3 separate regions of the Sus scrofa genome follow, and all the other regions are linked to region 1. Evidence: chromatin contacts called from public Hi-C data. All regions are on one chromosome and are shown on one strand. Each heading gives the region's core, a stretch centred on a gene start, on an enhancer-like site or on the middle of the called end of the contact. The rest is flanking DNA. Distances are from core to core; before and after follow the strand shown.

What was found. A called contact is a pair of places that touch in the nucleus more often than the background predicts.
Region 2: a Hi-C map of liver shows a contact between it and region 1, with 4 times the contacts expected there. The contact joins the promoter of ARHGEF39 here to the promoter of RUSC2 in region 1. A contact is called at or near these places in 1 of 5 promoter capture datasets (liver), 19 of 47 Hi-C or Micro-C datasets (adipose tissue, alveolar macrophages, brain and 11 more) and 2 of 2 datasets of contacts at active chromatin or transcription factors (alveolar macrophages and skeletal muscle).
Region 3: a contact with region 1 is called in a Hi-C map of skeletal muscle, with 4 times the contacts expected there. The contact joins the promoter of TESK1 here to the promoter of RUSC2 in region 1. A contact is called at or near these places in 1 of 5 promoter capture datasets (liver), 17 of 47 Hi-C or Micro-C datasets (adipose tissue, alveolar macrophages, blood and 10 more) and 2 of 2 datasets of contacts at active chromatin or transcription factors (alveolar macrophages and skeletal muscle).

The regions. Positions count from the first base shown.
Region 1 is chr1:236,264,539-236,267,390 of Sscrofa11.1, reverse strand. It overlaps RUSC2 (iporin), which reads right to left and starts at 1,476. Exons shown (of 12, transcript XM_001927812.5): 1 at 1,164-1,476.
Region 2 is chr1:236,386,153-236,389,004 of Sscrofa11.1, reverse strand. It overlaps ARHGEF39 (Rho guanine nucleotide exchange factor 39), which reads left to right and starts at 1,363. Exons shown (of 9, transcript NM_001195686.1): 1 at 1,363-1,538; 2 at 1,745-1,839; 3 at 2,110-2,230; 4 at 2,489-2,607. The coding sequence starts at 1,401.
Region 3 is chr1:236,339,694-236,342,545 of Sscrofa11.1, reverse strand. It overlaps TESK1 (dual specificity testis-specific protein kinase 1), which reads right to left and starts at 1,386. Exons shown (of 10, transcript XM_003121984.4): 1 at 862-1,386; 2 at 616-737; 3 at 450-498. The coding sequence starts at 1,086.

The DNA of each region.
Region 1 (2,852 bases), core at 227-2,726:
AGGGTAAAATAACTGAGATCCTTCATTCCTCCAACCTGTCCCGAAGCACCAGCAGACCAGTTACACCAAGTCGGATTTAAAGGCTGTAGTTAGCCTCCACAATTCTTCCCTAAAGGGAGCAGCCAGTCTCTGGAGCAGAGGATCGGGTAGGGATCATCCCGGCAAAGCTCTCTCAAGATTATCTGGGCAGCCTCTAAAGGCACTGACCAGTAAAAATTCCCGGGTCATGACTTTGGTAAACAGAACATAAAGGGAAAACCGCTGATATGTAGAGGCTCCTATATAAAAGAAATCAGACGCATGAATTGAAAACTGCATATATTCAGTTCTATGCTCCCAATGAGTGCAAGTAGCCCTCCAGATTGCCCCCCCCCCGCCCCCCGTCAAGTAGGTAGTGATATTTTCCCCTCTAAAGCACTCTGCCTCACAGTCTCTGCATTGGGCTCATTCACCCACCCATCATACATTTACTGAATGCTACCATGTGCCAGGCACTGTGCTGGGCGTTGTAGATAAAAATGAACAGTGAATGGTTCTTGCCTTCAGAGCTGTCCCCTGATGTCCTCAGGGCCAGCTTGGCAAGCCCAAGCCAGCCCTGGGCAACGGGATGACAGCGCCCTTTGCAGCAGGTTAAGAGTGGTGGCAGGGGGCTGGCAAAACTGCCAGGCCAAAGGTTTTCTCAAGGTAAAACTGGATGCAGATACCAGCTTGGCAACCAGGGGCCAAAAGGGCGGAGGGTGCAAAGGACCCGGGCTGGGTGCTGGGCTACCGCGCTACCGCAGGGCGGTCACAGGAGATGCAGTACAACGATGACTACTGGGCACGAGTCAACTGAGGGGGTGTCTCCGAAGGGCAGTTTGAGAGACGGTTGGCTTGGAGCTGGGGAGACGCCTGAAAGGATGGTTGGTCCTGGGTGTCTGAGGGTTCAGTGTACGGCGGAGCTGAAGTGTCAGGGCAGGCTGAAGATGGAGCTTGCTCGAGGGGGTCGGAGAAGATGCGAGGGAGGGTGGGCCTGAGGGAACCAGGGGGAAAGGCTGAGCGTCCGGGCGGGGGCGCTAAGGGCTGGATAGGTGGGCCTTTCTCCTAAAGGATCGTTTGCAACGGGAAGGCAGTGGGTCTCCGGGACTCCGCCCGCCCCCAGGTTTCTCGCCTCAGCGTCCTACCTGATTTCTCGCCTCACTGTGCTCCCACGGCGAAGGCGGCGACGTAGTCTCGAGCACTCCAGGGGTCGCGTTGCAGCCGGGACAAGCAGACGTCCCCCGCCTCTCTAGACAGCTTGGTAACGCCCGCTACCCCCTGCAGCTGTGGCGCTGATGGTCCAACCCGAGTCTCCCTCATGCCGCCCCTCCGGACGACCCGTGGTTCGGTCCGCTGGGCCCGCGAGGGCTCACCCACCGCCCCTGCTCCCGCTGCAATAGGCGCAACGAGTCACGCGCAGTGCTTTCCCGCGAGGGAAGCGGCGAGGCTTTGGCTGTGGACCCGCCCTCTGCGGCTGGCGCCCCGCCCCTTCGGGTGGTGCCGGGTTAAGAGCACTGCCTTGTGCTGGAACCCAGAGAACCTTCGCGCAGCTTTAACACCCTGTGGAAGGGAGGTGCATTTGTGCCCCCACCTTTGGCTAAGGCCTCGATTCTCTGCCTGACACCCGGGTGGAACCTCTTGGGAAAACCAGAAAAAGAAAACTAAAGCCTGATCTCAGCCGGGACCGAGTGAACTAGAATCACCTGTGGGGTGGAGTAGGGGTTGGGTGGTGCGGCAGGCTTTGGTTTATTTGTTTGTTTATTTATTTATTTATTTCTGTGATTGGGGCTTATGGAAGTTCTTGGGCCAGGGAATGAATCTAAGCTACAGCAGTGACCGGAACTGCTGCTGTGACAATACTGGATCCTTAACCCTCTCTGTTGCAGGAGAACTCCCAGGCTTTGATATTTTTTCAAGTATCCCATTGTATAGCCAGGGTAAAGAAAAACCTGGTAAAATCTAGAATGGACAAAGACTCCTTCAGCCAAAAATTTAGTCAGGCTAAGTCTGCCCCCGGGGGTTAGGCTCATCTTTGGGCTTCTCTCTGTGTCCCTGTACAATTCAGTTTTGAGCAAGGATCCCTGTAAATCAGTTTGTTGAAAAATCGAACACCCTTGGTATCTGACCACCTTTGATATTTTAGCACCTTGGTCTGCCTCCAGCAAAAATTCTTTTGAGTTGGTCTACTAAGAATCCCCCTTATTCCTGATGTTTCTTATTGGTAACTGCTATGATCATATCCCTCCAAAATTTATATGTTAAAATCCTAACCTGCAAAGATTAAGTGGGGCCTTCGGTAAGTGATTAGGTCATGAGGAGCACACGGGATTAGGATTAGTGGTTTTATAGATCTCATAGAGCTCCCTAGCCCAATCCTCCAGGTGAGAAGTCTGTGACAAGAGGGCACTTAGCAACCCAGTCTCCAGAACTGTGAGAAATTTGTCTATAAACTACTCAGTTTGAAGTGTTTTATTATAGCAGCCCAAATTGACGAAGGCTGTACTTTTCCACCCACTGACCTCTACCACTACTCTGTTTCTGGGCTGATAAATTACCATTGTCTTTGTTGGGGTCGGAGTTGAGCTCAATCTGTCCACCACTGCAACACTCTGCTGCAGTGGTCTCTACCTACTCCATGGTTCCACCCCGCTACTTAAAGTATGCCTTACTACTCTTTAACAAGTGTCATGAATAATTTTTTTGGGGGGGAAGTTCCTGGTCAGTGGTTAACGAATCCGACTAGAAACCATGAGGTTGTGGGTCCAATCCCTGGCCTTGCTCAGTGGGTTAAGGATCCAGCATTGCTGTGAGCTGTGGTGTAGGTTGCAGATGCG
Region 2 (2,852 bases), core at 114-2,613, 120 kb before region 1:
TGTCAGTGAACTAGAAGGGACCTCAGAACCATGATAATACCCTGGTTCTTGGCTTGGGGCCCAGATTCATAGGCGTCTACAGTGGTAGGAATGGGGTCGAAAGTTTCTATCTAATATTTTGGGTTTAATAGCAGTTTTTTTCTGATTACAAAGTAATGCGTGTATGCTCAAGCAGAAAACTAAGGAAAAGCATAAAAGTCTAAGGGAATTTAAAAATCACCCTATTTATCCTATTTACCCCTTTAACCTCAGTGATCTAGTGCCTGGCACAGATTAGGTGCTTGGTAAATATCTGCTGAATGAATTATCTTTGATCCCATCACCCAGAGATAAAAACCACAATTAGTTTTTGATTGTTTATCCTTCCAGTCGTATATTTCTTTTACCTAAATAAGATCATATTGTGCAAACATCTTTGTGGCCTGCTTTTTTTTCTCTAGGTAATATACTACGTTTTCTCCATTTTGATAGCTTTTTTTACATCATCTTTAATACTTTCATATTATTCCTTCAAATGGCTGTACTATAATTTTCCTAGCCAATTCTCTACCAGTGGGCATTAAGGTGATTTCCAGTTTTCTGTTACAAACAACATTTTGCCTCCCATCCTAATATATATGTTTTTGTCCATAGATCTAATTTTTTAGGATGCATTCCTAGAAGTGGAATTTCTGGGTCATGAGAGTAGGCACATTTTAAGATATACATACTGACAAAAATGGCACTGTTCATTTACCTCCAGCACTACTGCCAGTTTTCGAAAAGACCTAAGAAAAATCTGGTACATTTTATCTCTGACTAGGTAACACAGATTAATCAACTCCAAGCTTTTGTCTTTGGCCAGAATTAGAGCAGTTCTCAACCACCAAGTTAGTTATTGACATTTGCCAACTAGAAGCTAAGTGGCTACCAGGTTTTGGATCAGTATGAAAGGAGAAAACATCAGTTCTTCTTCGGGGGCCAAAATATTAAAAACCTGGTGACCCGTGAGGGTTCCTAGTAGTGAAAGCACTGGGGACTGGATCCTAGAGTTTGGCATAGGCCCAGAACAGAACACATAGCCTAACTATCGTCCCCTCCTCAATTCTACGGGTGGAACACTGCGGCCCTGCCAGTGTCTAAACCTCTAAGTCTCCTGACTCAGAGTCCAGGCTATTGCCCCAACTTAGTACCACTCAGAAGACGACCACCCACTTGCTCCAGTCTGCCCTGCCCAGGCGCGCACCTACAGCGCCGCCCTGGTGGTGGGTCAAGCCCTAAGGAAGAGACCTGATGAGGTTCAACGCGCACAGCCTCCAGGCGCCAGGGGGCGCGCTCCCCCCTCCGGCCCCGCCCCCGAAGCCGTTGGGATTCGAATCTCCGGCGGGCTGCGGGAGGAAACGTCGATCCCTCAGTCCGGCATGGAGATCCCGGGTCCCAGCGCACGGTGCCCGGTGCAAGAGCAGCGTGCCCGCTGGGAGCGGAAACGCGCCTGCACTGCCCGGGAACTGCTGGAGACTGAGCGGCGCTACCAGGAACAGCTGGGGCTGGTGGCCACGGTGCGGGCCGGGCACCCTCCCGTAGGGGGCGGGGACCGGAGGGTGTGGCAGGGTCTCTGCGAGGTCGGTGACCAGGGGTATGGTGGGCCCTGGCCCATCCGCCTGCACATAAGGCTCTCGGGCGGACTTGTACACTTCCTAGCGGCACCTCGGCTTTAGCCTCCTCTGCGCACTACATACCGGTATTGTATTCTCTCCTCCCGCAGTACTTTGTGGGGATTCTGAGAGCCAAGGGCACCTTGCGACCACCAGAGCGCCAGGCCCTGTTTGGGCCCTGGGAGCTCATTTACCGCGCCAGCCAGTGAGTAGATGGGGCGTGGGGATAGAGAAGGAGGGGGAACCCTGGCCTCTGGTAGCTGCACGGAATTCAAGAGTCGGAGAAACCCAGGTCCACATTCAACGTCTGCCAGTTTTCTCCCCTGTGGTTTTGGCCCAGTGCCTTAACCTGCCCCAGTTCTCCACCTATAAAACGGGATAATAGCACTACCTCTGGGGCAGGGTTAATGAGGATTAAGAGAGGTGGTGCTTCGGTAGTTCTTGGGCTGCTCTTTCATTGTCCTGACCCACGCAGAGAGCTGCTTCTCCACCTTGAAGGAGGGCGCTGGGGACAGGGGCTGGAGGACTTCTGTCCCCACCTGGAGCTCTACACCCAATTTGCTGCCAACGCTGAGAGGTCCTGGACCACCCTGCAGGTAACCTGAAGATCTCACATCCTTCCCCTCTTCCTCTGTACATTTCCTCTAAATCTGGAGACCCAAACTCCATTCATACTGTTCCTGCATTTATAGAGCCCTGTGGGTGCCCCACCACCCTGTGCTAAGTTCCCTGTAGGGAGACAGGGTTCTCTCTGAAGCACACAGCTTCCTGAGGGCTGGGGATGTGTACATGGAAGAATCCAGTATAAGGAATGGCTTCTCTCCTTGCTGCCAACCCTTTCCCCATCACGCCAGGAGCAACTAAAGAAGAACAGACGTTTCCGGAGGTTTGTGCGACTTCAGGAAGGTCGTCCTGAGTTTGGGGGTCTTCAGCTCCAGGACCTGCTCCCTCTGCCTCTGCAAAGGCTCCAGCAGTGAGTCCACTCAACCTTACTCAACCAACTCCTCTTTTCTGTGTCTGCATGACTGCTGCTCTCAGTTTTGTGGGATTCCATGGGATCATCCCACTGTGTCTCTCCTGGACAAACAGCTCCTAAAAACCTTTTGCAAGAGTAAATGTGAACTCACTGGAGTATCTGGGCTCTGCAGCCTCAGGCCCATAGCTGGGACTGTGGAACTTACATTGAGGTAAAGGCCTTATACTAAGGCTAGCAACAGG
Region 3 (2,852 bases), core at 137-2,636, 75 kb before region 1:
CCCACTTTTAAGCCAGGGGACCCAGGAGGATCACAAAGTCAGGAGGGTGAGTCTGCTCTAGGGCTCCTCCATTCATATCCTGAGCCTGTCCTGTCCCATACACACGCACAACTATTTAAATTTAAACAAAATGGAACATTCAGTTCCTCAGTCACACTAGCCACATTCCCAGGGATCCTTAGCCACATGTGGCTAGTGGCTGTGGTTTTGGACAGCGCAGATATAGAACATTTTCATCTTTGCAGGAAGATCTATTGGACAGCACCGTTCTAGAGGATATAAAGGACGGGACCAGCTGAGGCCTTTTATTTGTGGTTTGCCTAAAGGGAAGTTCAGGAAAGCCTCCCCTGGGAGGACGTCCTGCTGCCCCTCATTATTCGTCTGTAGATGCACCAGGCCGCTGACTCGCCCCTTGGTGGTGGGGTCCCCCCTTGCTGGTTCATCCTCACCTCTGTAAGAGCATGCAGCTGTCCCTGGTGCACACAGACCCCCATGAACCTGGAAGAGGATGGGAAAGACAGCAAGGTAGTCTGGAAGAGTCCCGGCCCCTGGACAGTTCCCACTTTTCCCGCGGGATCTTTCCCCCTCCCCCAGCAAGCGGTTGGGGCCGCTCACCTTAGGATGTTGGGGTGCCGAAGTCGGTTCATCAGCTGCACCTCCCGTAGCGTGTTTCCCCGGTTACTGGGGAGTCTGTTCATTTTCAGCACCATGACTTGCCCTGACTGTCGGTGCCGAACCTGGGGGCAGCAGGGGCTGGCGAGTCCCGCGCAGGTCGGGCGAAACGCCAGGGTCTGGGCCCCCTTGTCCCAGCCTCGCGTCTAAGGCTCGGTCCCGCCCCTCTGCCCTCTCTGCTGGTCCTACCTTGTAGACCTCAGAGAAGAAGCCGGCCCCGATCTTCTCCGCGCAGTGGAAATCGTCCACGCGTGCCAAGCTGGACACCGCGCTGCGGAGAGCCCGGTAGGAGGAGGGGCGGCCCCGGCCCGGGCCTCCGCCCGCGCCCCCCGGCCCCGGGGGCCCCTCCCCCGGCGCCTCTCCGGGCCCGGGCCCGGGCCCAGGGCCCCGCAGTGGGGGCCGTTCCCCGGCCATGGCCGGGCCCCCCAGCCCGGGCCTGCCTCACATGGCAGGGTTCCCGGGGCCCGGGCAGGCCGCGCTCGCCATGGGTGCGGGCCCAGCCGGATCCGGGGCGCCGGAGCTCCCACTCCCTCTCCCGCCCTGGAGAATGGAAGATCTGCCGAAGCTCCTGGGCCCGCCCCCGCCGCGCCGGCTTGCTGCGCCCGGGTGGACGCCGCTCCGCTCGGCTCTGCGCAGGGCCTGGGCCTGGGCCTGGGCCGGGCGGTGGCGGTGGCGCTCCCGGGCGCCGGCGGGCAGGCGGGGGTACTCCCCGCAGGCGGAGGCGGGCGGGCGGGCGGGCGGCGGCTGCTCCACTTCGCCGCTGGGGCTCAGGCTCCGCGGCCTGCCGGGGGCGGGGCTGAGCCGGGCCTCTGCTTAACTCCTTCGAGCCCGCCTCGGGGCAGCGGCCACGCCCCCTCAGGTGCGCACCCCGCCACCAGTGGCCGGGACGCCCTAGGCTAGTGGGTCTGAGAAGTCGGGGTCAAAGAAGTTAAAGCCAAAGCTAAATAACGGAAGGGAATTAATGGCTCATTGTGCGTATGCGCAGCTCAAAGGTCTTTTAGCTGCCGTGAGAGCCCTTTCTCCCCTCCCTCCCTCGGGTCTCTGTCTTTTGAGGGCCAGGCTCTGGAAGCCGCCGGACTCCTGGACTCCATGGACAGGCAGGGTAGAAAAGTAGACCCCTCTGGTCCCGCCACAATCGGGGCAGCAACCTACCCACCTGCCCAGCCTCCGCCCTGGCCGAGCCTGCCCATTTCCCAGCTCTCGACCCTTACACTTTAAACCTCCGACTCCCTGACACTTTGTACCTTCCCCGGAGGTTGTGACGCCCCAGAGCTGTAGTGAGCCCTTGGCCAGCCCATTCCAGGTGTGGCCCCAAGTCCTGCTCACTCCATCCCGCCTCTCGCGAAAAAAGTTTAGATTCAGGGGCTTCTGCGCACTGACCACACAGCCTGGAGCCTCCTCTTACTATTTCGTCCACATGCCCTTCTTTCTCAAAAGAGAAGTCTCCACCTGTAGGGAAATATCCCACCCCTTGGCAAAACCCCGCCCCTCAAGGAGCCCTCCCCCTCAGAGAACCAACTCTTTCCTCAGTGAGAGTCTCTCCTTCAGAGGAACATCTCCGCAATGTGACCATGCCGCCAACAGTGTGTGCCAGAATCCCTCAGTGCGACACCCCTCCTCTGTCCGTCTCGCCCTTCCAGGGCGAACCCCACCTCTCAGAGCGATTCCACCCGTCATTGTGACCCCTCCTCTCAACGTGACTCCTCCCCTCGGTGTGGCCCAGCCCTCATCAGTGTGACTCTCCTAGGCAGGTACCGCCCCGCATTACGTAGGAATCCGATCTGCCCCCTCAGGCGAGAGGAGGATCTGCAGCCGGCCTCTAAAGCGGCGCGGCACCCTGAGTGCGCACGCACCGTCTCAGGACCCTGTGCGCATGCCATACCCAGCGTTTTTGGTTCTCCGCTGGCTCCTCCCCGTCCCGGTCATCGGCGGAATAGCCAATCATCGACGGGGGTGGGTGACGTCGCTCGATCCTGGAGTCCTGTCTAGGACGAGAGGTTGGGGACGTCAGTGAGCCTTTTGCCCCCTAGCGGCGGAGTGGAGGGCGGCGTGGTGGAGGCTGCGGGCCTCAGGAGTGAGAAAGGATGCCAACGAACTTGAGGCAACGTGGCTGAGTTCTCTTCAAGAATTCTAAAAGTACTATATTTCTATTTCTGTGGAAATCTAAAAAGAAAATTAAT